Regions from separate parts of the Capra hircus genome. Here region 1 is linked to region 2. The links are chromatin contacts, called in public Hi-C maps. All regions are on one chromosome and are shown on one strand. The core of a region is the stretch at or near the end of the contact, and the rest is flanking DNA. Distances in the headings are between cores, read along the strand shown.

The links. Hi-C and Micro-C count contacts between places; a contact is called where the count stands out from the background.
Region 1: a Hi-C map of blood shows a contact between it and region 2, with 4 times the contacts expected there. The contact joins the enhancer-like site here to the promoter of CXCR4 in region 2. A contact is called at or near these places in 2 of 5 Hi-C or Micro-C datasets (both in blood).

What each region holds. Positions count from the first base shown.
Region 1 is chr2:75,226,724-75,232,369 of ARS1.2, forward strand. No RefSeq gene overlaps it. Among named protein-coding and RNA genes, the nearest start is that of TRNAT-AGU, 190 kb to the right of the region's middle. Within about 2 kb of position 2,873, at least 2 of the 5 cell types and tissues checked have an H3K27ac peak or open chromatin away from gene starts, as enhancers often do.
Region 2 is chr2:74,977,852-74,983,736 of ARS1.2, forward strand. CXCR4 (C-X-C chemokine receptor type 4) reads right to left here and starts at 2,538. Exons shown (of 2, transcript XM_005676186.2): 1 at 2,419-2,538; 2 at 1-420. The coding sequence starts at 2,433.

The sequences.
Region 1 (5,646 bases), core at 1,623-4,122, 250 kb after region 2:
GTCCTCATCCCTCTTCTTGCACTCAGTGAGCATATTTATTCAGTGGCTACTAATGGGTGATGTGGATGTAGGGTCAGTCTGAGTGAAGGCCTGAGAATTGGCATTTCTAACGATTTCTCAGGTGATGGCGATGCTGCCAGTCTGGGGACCACAGTTTGGGAACCCTGGCTTATACAAAAGAGCAGCAGACCCAGTAGCCCTTGTAAATTTCAGCTGGAGGGGGCAGTTCAGCTTTTTCAGATCCTTGTGGCAGACAGTAAGACCTGCTTCCAGACCCTTCCTGCCTCTTGGTGCGGGCACTCAGGAGACATATTTATTTGAATTGAACTTCAGTCTATTATAAAGAGATTAAAATAACATGCTGTGATTTCATCACCCAAAGGTTAGGCAGTTCGAAAGCCAAAACACACAAGCGATTATTAAAAAGCCTTAGAGAGAATCATCAATATTCGCAGAAATGTCGGCCGTGTGTTTAAAGGCCTGCTTCGTGCTCTGCCTTGTCTCTGCCTCATCAATAGTGTGTGTGTGTAGTACATTGTCCTCTGGTTTAATTTGCCATTTGTAAGTTTGGTTGGTCCAATGAAGCTAAACAATCCTAATTCAAAGAATAAATAAGAGGAGCAGCAAATCAAACTGGGTTTGTGGGAACAATTATACGGGAAGAAACCTGAGAGCTGGGAGCAGAAGTCTTATTGCAGATTAGAACACAAATGTCTGCGTGCATGTCATATGCAGTCTCTTCTGTGTGCTGTCTATACACAGTGCCCTGGATTGATCTTCTAGCCAGCATTGTCTGGCAAGGGGAGAGCTGGATTTTGCTTTGCAAAATCTTAAGTCTTTTAGAGAGAGTGGATGAAGCAGCTTAGTGTGGTGACTGATACTATAAGTTCTGGGGTCAGGCAAAGCTGACTTCCAAATCCTTTATATCTTCTGGGAAGCTATCTTGATCTCTCTGGATCTCATTTTCTTCACCTGTAAATTTAGGACAGTACTGTCTACTCATGGAGTGTATTTAAGGGTCAAATGGAAAAAGGAAGGAAGGTATACAGTAGGTGCTCAATATATCGAAGCTATTTCTAAGCTCTTGGTTTCAGAGGGCTGGGCAGGACAATGCAAGGAGGAAAGCATCTATACCTACAGCTTCCATGCTCTGGCCTTCTTCTCAGTTAAAATGTGAGTACAGGAGCCCCGGGTAGGGGGCGCCCCCAGGGCTGTGAGAGTCCTGTTACTCCCAGGATGACAGAAATGCTGGCCAAGAGCAGCAGCATCTGATAGTTGTGTTGGAGAACCAAATGAGACTTTACTGCAGAACTAATAGTAAAGACTTGGCTGAAGTGAGATGCACTTGGATTGTAAAGAGATTGTGAATAAGATGTGCTTGAATTGTGCACCTACCATGATCTATATGCAGGGTAGGCATGTGCTAGCTACAGGTGCTGAGTTTGCTGGAGGCACTCCTCCTGGAAAAATGACTGAGTTCAAGAGTGGTGGGGAAGCAATTGGAAGGAGGAAGGGAAGACCTGAATGGAGGCCTCTGCAGAGGCATCAAAGGTCCAGTCTCTGATGTGAATGGGAGAGCAAGAAAGAGAGGCCATGTCTGGAAAAAATGGGAAGAGTGGATATGGGACACTGGAGACTGGATTTGTAATTTTTCTGAAGAAAGACCCCTATGCATGAATCCTCCCATCAAACACTTTTTATCACGGGGCACTTTTCCTACAATGTAGCCCCATTGCTTAAGGAGTTTGTAACTGAGTGAGTGAGTGAGAAGCTAGGGAAGATGTCATCTCAGTATCTGTGTGACGAATATGCAGGGGAAAGAGTTTAGGCCATGGGGTCAGATTTGGTCCTGAGTTAGAATCCAGGATTTAGGAGCCTGAGTTAGGAGCCACTGGTGGCTCAGATGGTAAAGAATCTGCCTGCAGTGTGGGAGACTGGGGTTGGATCCCTGGGTCAGGAAGATCCCCTGGAGAAGGGAATGGCAACCCACTCCATTATTCTTGACTGGAGAATCCCATGGACTGAGGAGCCTGGAGGGCTGTAGTCCAGGAGGTCACAAAGTCAGACCTGACTGAATAACTAACAGCAGAATCCAGAGCTTTGACTTCAAGCTGAACGACTTTGGGCTGGAGATGTAACAAATCTGTGACTCTGGTCTTACTATAAATTTGGATTGATGATAGATGTATCTCACAGGGTATTGTAAGGATTCACAGGATCGAAATAAGGAAGCCTTTAGCAAAATGACTGGTTGATGGTGAGCACTGCATAGTAACTCATGTGATGATAAAGAGCTTTGCTTTTTTCTGCTCCGTTGTATGAGTTTTTAGCTGTGTGACCTTCACAAGGTCACCTCTGCTTTCTGAGAATGAGTTGCTTCAGCTCTTTTAAAAACAAATTGCTCCAGGGATGTGCAGGGCTTCTCAGGTGACTCGGTGGTAAAGAAGCCACCTGCCAATGCAGGAGACATGACTTTGATCCCTGGGTCATGAAGATCCCCTTGAATAGGAAATGGCAACCCACTACAGTATTCTTGCCTGGAAGATTCCATGGGCTGGGGAATCTGGTGGGCTACAGTCCACGGGGCCACAGAGAGTCAGACATGACTGAGATGCACGCATCCACTTGCGCAGGTGGGGGTTTTGGGTGTGTGCAGACAATGTCATTCACTACAGGATGGGTTGGAGGCAGGATGCTTGATTTAGTGCATCTGAGGAGGGCTGGGAGGGGTCTGAAGCTCATCAGAAGTTTGTTTGGAAGGGAGTGTAATCTTCTGTTTGGGCTGAGAGGAAACGGGGAGGGCATGTGGTGAGCAGCCAGAGACCGGCTGCTGATGAAACTCCTTGGTAGTGTTTCTCCAGCTGCTGGTCCAGGTCCAGGTTTGCAGGGCAGGCTGTGTTTGCACCTGTCAGTAATGTCCTCACTTGACTTGGGGATAAGCTCAGCCACAGCAACTGGGGCCTACAAAGCAGCCCTGCCATTTAGACAGGGACCCACTTTCCAAATTTGGCTAATTTTCATTTATTAATTGCACATTTATTATAAGTACTTAACTATATTCTAGGTTTGAGGGGGATTCAACAATGAACAAATAGGTCAAGTCTTGCTTTCAGAGACCTCTTAATCTCGTAGGAAAAAAGGCAACAGACAAACAATACCCTCCATACGGGTGTAACTGAGATTTTTGCCATAAAGTAAAAGTTCAGAATGGTATGAGACTGTACAGCGGGGTAAAACCTCATCTAGATTTGAGGTTCAGCAGCAGGTGGCGCTAGTGGTAAAGAACCTGCCTGCCAATGTAGGAGATGCAAGAAACAGGGGTTTGATCCCTGGGTTGGGAAGATCCCCTGGAGGAGGGCATGGCGACCCACTCCAGTATTCTTGCCTGGAGACTCCTGCGGACACTCGAGTCTAGTGGGCTACAGTCCATAGGGTCGCAAAGACGCAGACACGACTGAAGCAACTTAGTGTACAAGCAGAAAGAAATGAAATGGGAGTGAGTTCAGATGAGAGATATTGAACAGAAGTGGAGGCAGCTTTTTTTTTTTTTTTAAACATAAATCTTCTTTTCACAGACAGGCATTTACTGTGGGAAAAGCCATTCCCTGCTTCCTGATACTATTGTCTGTCCTCAATACACACTCAATGGACTTCCCTCTCGATTCATTTACCTCCCTCCTCAGTCACTCCTGACTCACACGCTAGTCCGGTTTGTGTGCAGCCTTCTGCTCCCTGAGCTCTCGTCTCCTAGACATTTCTCAAGGTGTCTGGACTGCTCGTTCCACCTTGATTCCTCTTGGCGATATGACATGTTGTCTTGTTACACCGGTGACACCTGTGTCTGTTCATCTGTGTGCAAATGTACATGTAGCATCTGCCCAAAAAGAATATTGCTGAGGGAGGGCTTTCCTGGTGGTCCAGTGGTTAAGAATCTGCCTTGCAATGCAGAGGACGCAGCTGCAGTCCCTGGTTGGGAAACTAAGACCCCACATGCCCCACAGTGGGCCAAAATAATAATAATAAAAGAATATTGATGGGCCATTGAAAAAGCCAGATATGTGGATACATCTGTGTGAGCCTTTATAGAGCTTATGCTCCAGACTGCTCATCCTGAATAAGTTAAAGCTGAAATCCACAGAAGTTAAAGGACCACTCTAATCACTGGATGGAAATCTAGGTCTTTGATCATGTCTCTTTAATAAATCTTCTGCATTTATCAGGATGCTTGTTCTAAAGTCAGTATCCAATGCATATTTTCCCACTGACTGTTTATTCCTCTAGTTGGACCCGTGTGCTAACGCAGGTTCTTCCATTACTCATTTCAGGCAGTGGATATGGCGTGTGGTACACTTGCCCCGCCTGGGAGACTGATAACCTTAATTGTCAAATGAGTGTCATATTTCAAATGAACATTTATTCAGTACTAATTGTATGTCAAGTACTGTGCAAAGCTTTGGAGATAGAAAGGCGGTAAGATAGATCCCAGGTGGCACTAGAGGTAAAGAACCCACCTGCCAATGCAGGAAACATAGGAGATTCGGGCTCAGTCCCTGGGTGGGAAAGATCCCCTGGAGGAGGGCATGGCAACCCACTCCACTATTCTTGCCTGGAGAATCCCATGGACAGAGGAGGCTGTCCCGAGGCCACAGTCCACGGGGTCACAAAGAGTGGAACATGACTGAAGCAACTTAATATGCATGCCAGATAGATCTGGTCCCTGCCTTAGGGAAGTGCTCAGTGGTAGAACCTGGTAAATAAACAATGACAACAGCGTGAACATATTTATCATAAAGGGATATACAATATGGGAATACAGAACAAACCAACTGATGTTGCTTCGGAGAACTGAAAAAGTTCATGAGTACTCTCTCACTTCACCTCCACTTTGTATTATTATGAGATGCCAGTGTGATAATGCAATGAAAATATGTTGAAACCCAGAAAGAATTACATATGAGCGCACTGCCCACTGATTGGTGTTGTGACTTGGGAGGCTCCAGAGAGAGATCAGAGAGGAAAATGATGGCTGAGAAAAGAAGGGAAACTGTCATCCATTCTGATGGACCAGTAAGTTTTACACGGAGAAAACTCAGGTCCATGCCATAGACCAAGGGAATTACACCCAGCTTGTAAATGGAGATTTTTGTTGCAGGAATGATGAAACCTGTTCATTCCCTTAACATAGCTGAAAGCTCTCTGTGACCCATGGTGCTAGGCATCATTATCTTCCCATTAGAGGAAGATGCCTGGAAAGGCCTGTGATAGAAGAGCAGATAGGATATCGGTGGGGATCAGACCTTTGGGATGGAAAACCCGTAGCAATGACCGTCATGTCAGAGCTATGAGCCCTGATTTAGCTGAAGAGGGTCACTTCTGTCCTTGTTCTCTGGCATCCTGGAGTCACAGAGATTTGAACAGTGTACTGTTTTGAAATAAGTGGTTTACGAAACGAGCAGCTGTCGTCGTGAAAGCACAATGTTCAGAGAATTATTCCTTGGTTAGGGTACACAATAGCATGGGTCAAACGGCATTGCCAAAAGAAAATAATTATGTATGGTGAGAGTCAGACATCATCCCAAGAGACATTCTTAAGAAAACAAAATACAAAAAACCATTAGTATTAATTTATGTGATGCACTTGACGTT
Region 2 (5,885 bases), core at 1,288-3,787:
ACTGTTGGTGGCATGGACGATAGCCAGGTACCGGTCCAGACTGATGAAGGCCAGGATGAGGACACTGCTGTAGAGGTTGACGGTGTAGATGACATGGACTGCCTTGCAGAGGAACTGCCCAAAGTACCAGTTTGCCACAGCATCAACCGCCCAGAAGGGAAGTGTGAGGACAAAGAGGAGGTCCGCCACAGACAGGTGCAGTCTGTACTTGTCCGTCATGCTCCTTAGTTTCTTCTGGTAACCCATGACCAGAATGACCAATCCGTTGCCCACTATGCCAGTTAGGAAGATGATGGAGTAGACAGTGGGCAGGAAGATCCGGTTGAAATGGGCATTTTCCTCCCGGAAGCAGGGTTCCTTCATGGAATCATAGTCACCTGAGCCCAAGTCATCCTCGGTGTAATTATCGGAAGTGAATATCTGAAAAACAGGCAAGGGAATAGACATTCACTTTCAAGTTCAGCAGGTATTCTCCAAGTTCAAAACAATGTTTCTGGTATTTAAAAAAAGCAATTTGTAAAAACCAACTCAGTCCAGCTTTCTTCAGGAAATTCTGCTCTCACTAAAGTACCAGGGTAAAAAGCATAAGGGAATTCTAGACTCCTGCGGATCTCCTCCCATCTTCCCCCACAAGTCACTTCATTACATCCCTCTTTAGGAGAACCAATTACAAAACTCTTTGTTTAAAACAAAACGGCGATGAGATTCTTCGGTTTCCTAAGTTACATCCTCGCTAACTCTTTTGCCCCGCCCACTGGAGAGAAGAAAAAACCTCCGGGGCAAAAAAACAAAACAAAACACAAAGGCGGCGTGGGAGCGTGGGTGGGAGTGGGGGAAGAATCTCGTGTTCTGAGGGGCTGGGATTAACTTTCTCAACGAAGATTCGCCAGGATAGGGAAGCCGGGAGCAAGAAGCACTGGGGGGTGTGTGTGTGAAAGGGCGGAGTGTCTCAAAGATTCTTATTCTAAGGCATAAAACACTGTTTTCTCCACGACTGTCTAAACACTTATCATTCTGCACTTCAAGCAACACGTAGTGAGGAAGGAGAATGCGGCCTTGAATGAAGGGCTTTGGTGCTTGGGGGCAGGATTGTCAGAAGTGGGTAACCGCCCCGACGCCCGCTCATGGGCGCTCTTCAGGGGCGTTTGTTTCTTTGCCAAACCCCTGTTTATCACTTGGCGCGTTTGGGACGTTAGCGAGCACAGAATTTTAATGGGAGGGGAAAGTCACGGGGTCTACACCCGTGGTCCTCGCCCCAAGTTTCATTTCCTCACTCTCCCAAGTCGCTTCCCATGCCGCCAAGGATGCAGTAAAAGAGGTGGGAGGTCTGTAGTGGGAAGCCTCCGGGCGGAGGGCACGCTGGGGACAGGGTGGTCCAGCTCCGTCACTCCCGGCTGTCCACCAAGCCCACGCCTGCCGGCCGCCCACTGCGGTTGCAGCGGTTTGGCCCCGCCGCACGCCAGGGGCAAGTACTACTGGGTGCTGGGGAGAGGTTGGGCGTCTCCGCCGCGGGAGCCTTTGAATCGCCCGCCGCTGGGGGAAACGAAAAGCCTCCCTAGTAAGGGGTTTTCAAAAGGTTCCAGGAAACCACCGACGGTTGAATGGCGCTACTGGGCGCGGTGAGAGGCAAACCGTCTTCCACTTGCACCTGCCTGTCTGCACCGCAACCACCGGCGGCCCAGGTGCCCTTCCAGCCCCTCATTCCACCCCCAGTCCCCGCCGCGCACACCTCGGGGTGCTGCTGCCCTGTGACCATTTATACTCCTTTAACTTCTGCACGACCCCAAAACTCCAGAACCCAGGAGCCCACTCGCGGCGCTGGCGACGCCCGCGAAGTCTCTCCCTCGATCCCAAGGCGCGCGGGCTGTTCCCGGTACCTCCCTGCTGCGACCAACGCGCAGACAGCTCAACTGAGCGACAAGTGCCCAGCCATTGGCACAACTCCGCGGGTAGCGGAGTTTAGTGAACACGCGCCCAACGCCTCTGGTAACTCTGCCCGGGAGTACCGCCCTCCACCTGCAAATTCAGATCGTGTTATCTGCTCCAAAAGAAACCCCCGCTCCCTCGAGGAAGAGACCCACGGTCTCTGGCAGAGCACACATCTCTGCACTTTTCCACAGTGTTCTTCTGTTTGCAAACAGCGTGCAAAACCGGCGCGCGCCGCAGAACTCAGGGGGAGATACACGCAACCATTGAAACGGTCGTCCCAATCTTTTCTCCTTCTACTTAGAAAAAGATTTCAGTCCAGCATGCCTCACCCCTCCTGTAGCCAAGCGCACGAAATCTCCTTTCTACACCCTTTCTCCGGGGCACTGGCACCTGCAATAGTCTGGTTGCTCCGGCCCACTCAGAGAGCGGTTGCGCTATAAATTCAGGTGTTTGCACGTTTAAGTAAAAACAGGTTGAAACTGGACTTACACGGATCCCTTCCATGGTAACCGCTTGCTCTCCAGCCGCGGGGGCTACCGGCTACTCAAGTCCTCAGGGTCACTTTGCTACCTGCTGCCACAGCCAACACACTGAAGTTTCTGGCCGAAGCTGGACTTTTATAAAAACACGCTCCGCGGGCGGCGCATGCGCCGTGCCGGTGGGCGGGAGGGCAGGGCGGGGAGAAAGGCGGGGTGGAGGAGAGGGGCAGACGCGGGGGCGGGGGACGCGAGGGAGGGGCGGAGGGGTAGGCACTCTGGCAGCGTAAGCCTGGGAGGCCCTCAGCGGTTACCTTTAGCTCTACCTCGCGGTCACCTCGTGAGTCTTAAGCTGGGAAGCTCATCCTGGAGGCGTGTCCCAAGTTGGGAAAGCAGGATGCGCTTGGAGGAGGTGGAAAGCGCGGGCGATTGACGCGCCCTGTGTGGCGCGTCTGTCCTTGCTCACGTGGGTGGTATTGCTGACCCGGGAAAGCTACAGATGAAGACACTGAGGTCCAGAGAGGGGAAGTGACTTGCCGGAGAAACCCGACCAGTAGGCGGCAATGCTAGCAGTGGGTCCAATATCTTGAGTCCATTCCCTGCTCTTTGAGCAGATGCAGTTCATTCAGAAAATGAAACAAGTAAAGATTCTTTCTTCAGAGCACAACTATATATAACTAGACATGCACATCCACCGTAATAGTGCTAGAGTCAGGTGTCGACAATCAGAAAACATTTTCAGACGAAGGTCGGATGATTTGGCATAATTCTGGAGGGAGATTGTGATAGAGAAGTAGATGTGTGTTCCCAGGTAACCAGTTCGTGAATAGTGCTTTTAAAAGAGTTGTGCTGTGTTATAAGAGATACTCAGCGAAGAGTACTTCCCTAACATGTCACCAGGTAGCTGCACAGATTCATTCATTCTCACAACACCCTGTAGGTGTTATCATTACAGAGATGCATTTAGTCAACAGATAATTTAGTGAGGGCTGACTGCATGCCACGCACTGCTCTAGGAGCTGGGGAAACAGCGGTGAACCTGACAAGGCCCCCATGCGGAGGAAACAAGAAGCAGATCCGCAGACATGAAATTCCAGGGTTGCCCGGAGATGACAAGCCTGACTCAAACCCAGATCTACTGGCCTCACATCCGCTGTCCAACCTAATGTGGAGAACAAGCGTTGGCAACAGTAAGAAATTCGGTTGGAGAGCTGGGCAGGGTGGAATAAGAGTGGGGGCTGGACGCTTAAAGGTGTCTCAGACGGCTGGGGTTTGCAGTGGTCGCTCAGACAGTGCTTTCCAGTCTCGCGCCACTTCCCTCCCGCCCGCACGCAGAGCCTGGATGGGGAGGGGACCAAGTGAGGGGCGGGGCCGGTAAATAGTGAGGCAGGCGAGGGTGACTGCAGGAGTGAGTGACAGCGGGGACCGAGGTGTGAGTTTCTGCGGCGACTGGCGGGAGCAGTGGTTGCGTTACCAGGAGGGCCTCAGACACCTCCCACCCTGGGACCGTCGCCAGAAAAAGGCTTGCCCAGACTAGACCCTAAGCACCACTTTCTTTTCTTCCAGAGAAAATCTTGCAATCTGGAGATATTCCCGAGACAATGTGTAGACTGGGAATCATTTCTTCGCAGAGCATAATTTTTATCTTCTTTCTGGACCCATTCCCTAATATTTGCCAGTGAAGGTCCTCATACACTGAAAGCTGATATTGGAGTTTCTCAGTTCAGTTCAGTCAGTTCAGTCGCTTAGTCGTGTCCGACTCTTTGCGACCCCATGAATTGCAGCACGCCAGACCTCCCTGTCCATCACCAACTCCCAGAGTTCACTCAGACTCACAAATTGTCAATTTAGGTTGCAATAATGATTGGATACAGTCAATCATAATGTTATGCAGGTTTTTTAAAAAGTCTTAAAAGCACTTAAAATCATTAATAAGACATCAGTACCTTCACATTTTCATAAGCTAGGTAGGACAGGCATTCTATCTGCTGAAGGGCTGGAATTTCAGACAGGTTCCATGGCTTGATTTTCAAGAAGCTTGGTAGTGGCAGAATCAGTGTTTTGACTCAGAATGTCAGCTGCATTGTACCTCCGACTCTTATCTTCACAATGGCTAAAACCTGAAAAGCAGAATCTCCCAAACCCACTCAAAAAGAGGAGAGAGGATAAATCCAGAGTAAAATGATTTGCACATTAAATATTTGTTGATTGTCTGCAGACAAAAGAAAGCTCCTATCCTTTATCTGAGAACTCCTTTAGATCCTTTTAGGTATATTGCTAGAAGGAAGAAGATAGTTAAGAGAACAATGAAATGCTATTTCATGACTGTCAACTTAGGGAAAAAAATCTTCTTTCCAAAGATATTATTGGGTCTCAGGATTTGATAAGACCAACTGTCTCTTGCTTGTGTCCTGGGGGAATGTGGGTTGGACTTCTTCGTGGAAAATGTTTTATATCTAGTAGGAATCTTAGAACAGTAATTCTACCTATAGAAGCTTATCCTAAGGAAAGAGGACTTTGCAAAAAACAACAAAAAATATATTCACAGAGGCTTTATTTATAATAGTGAAATATCTGAACAGCCCTAAATGTCCACTGTTGGTGGAATAGTTGAGAAAATGTTGATACATCCATATGTGAAATTCCATTTGGCCATTGCAGATGATGTTTGCAAAGAACTTTCAAGGACAGGGCAAATACTTATGAAACATTAGGTGCAAAAAGTACGATTCCAAACTGTGTATACAATGTGGTCTCAGTTAATTTTAAACTAGGAGAAGATTGAAAGAAAACAAAAATGTTTGTAGGAGTTTTCATTGGGTGCAAAATTGTATTTGATTTTTAACTTTATTCCTTACATTTTACTATGCTTTCCAAATTTCTTGTAATAGACATGAAATGTTTTCATATTCAGGAAAAAGTCAATATGATTTAAAAAAAAGACAATCCCTTCTTATACCTTTCCACTTCCTAAAGTATTTGCTAAATATGATAACTTTTTCTATGAATTTCCTCTTCAAAGAATGATCTTGCACCATTTTCCTCTGGGCCAATCCTACCTGAACTGATTTTTATTTTAACTCCTTATGTTCTTCGAAACAGAACAATACATAAAACTCAAACATTTTTTGAAGGCTTGGAATATGCAGCCAACCTCATGTAATCCCCTCAGCAACGCTGTAAGACATGTACCACCTCTTCTCCACTGGTAAGCAAACTTAAGTCCAGAGAGGGTGAGGAAATTGGCTGTGATCACACAGTTAGTATCTTCACACAGTCTGTGCAGCAGCAAAGCCCAGGCTCTCTCCTCAACATCACAATGTGCCCTTTCTGACCACGGAGATTCACCCTCTGGAACTCCTTCCTCTGAAAGTCATTCAGCATTTACTTACATACAGCTTTGAGTGGCATCATTTTTTTTGTAATGATGTGTGAAAGAGTTAGAAATTGTTAGATGCTCAGTCGTCTCTTAGCAACTCT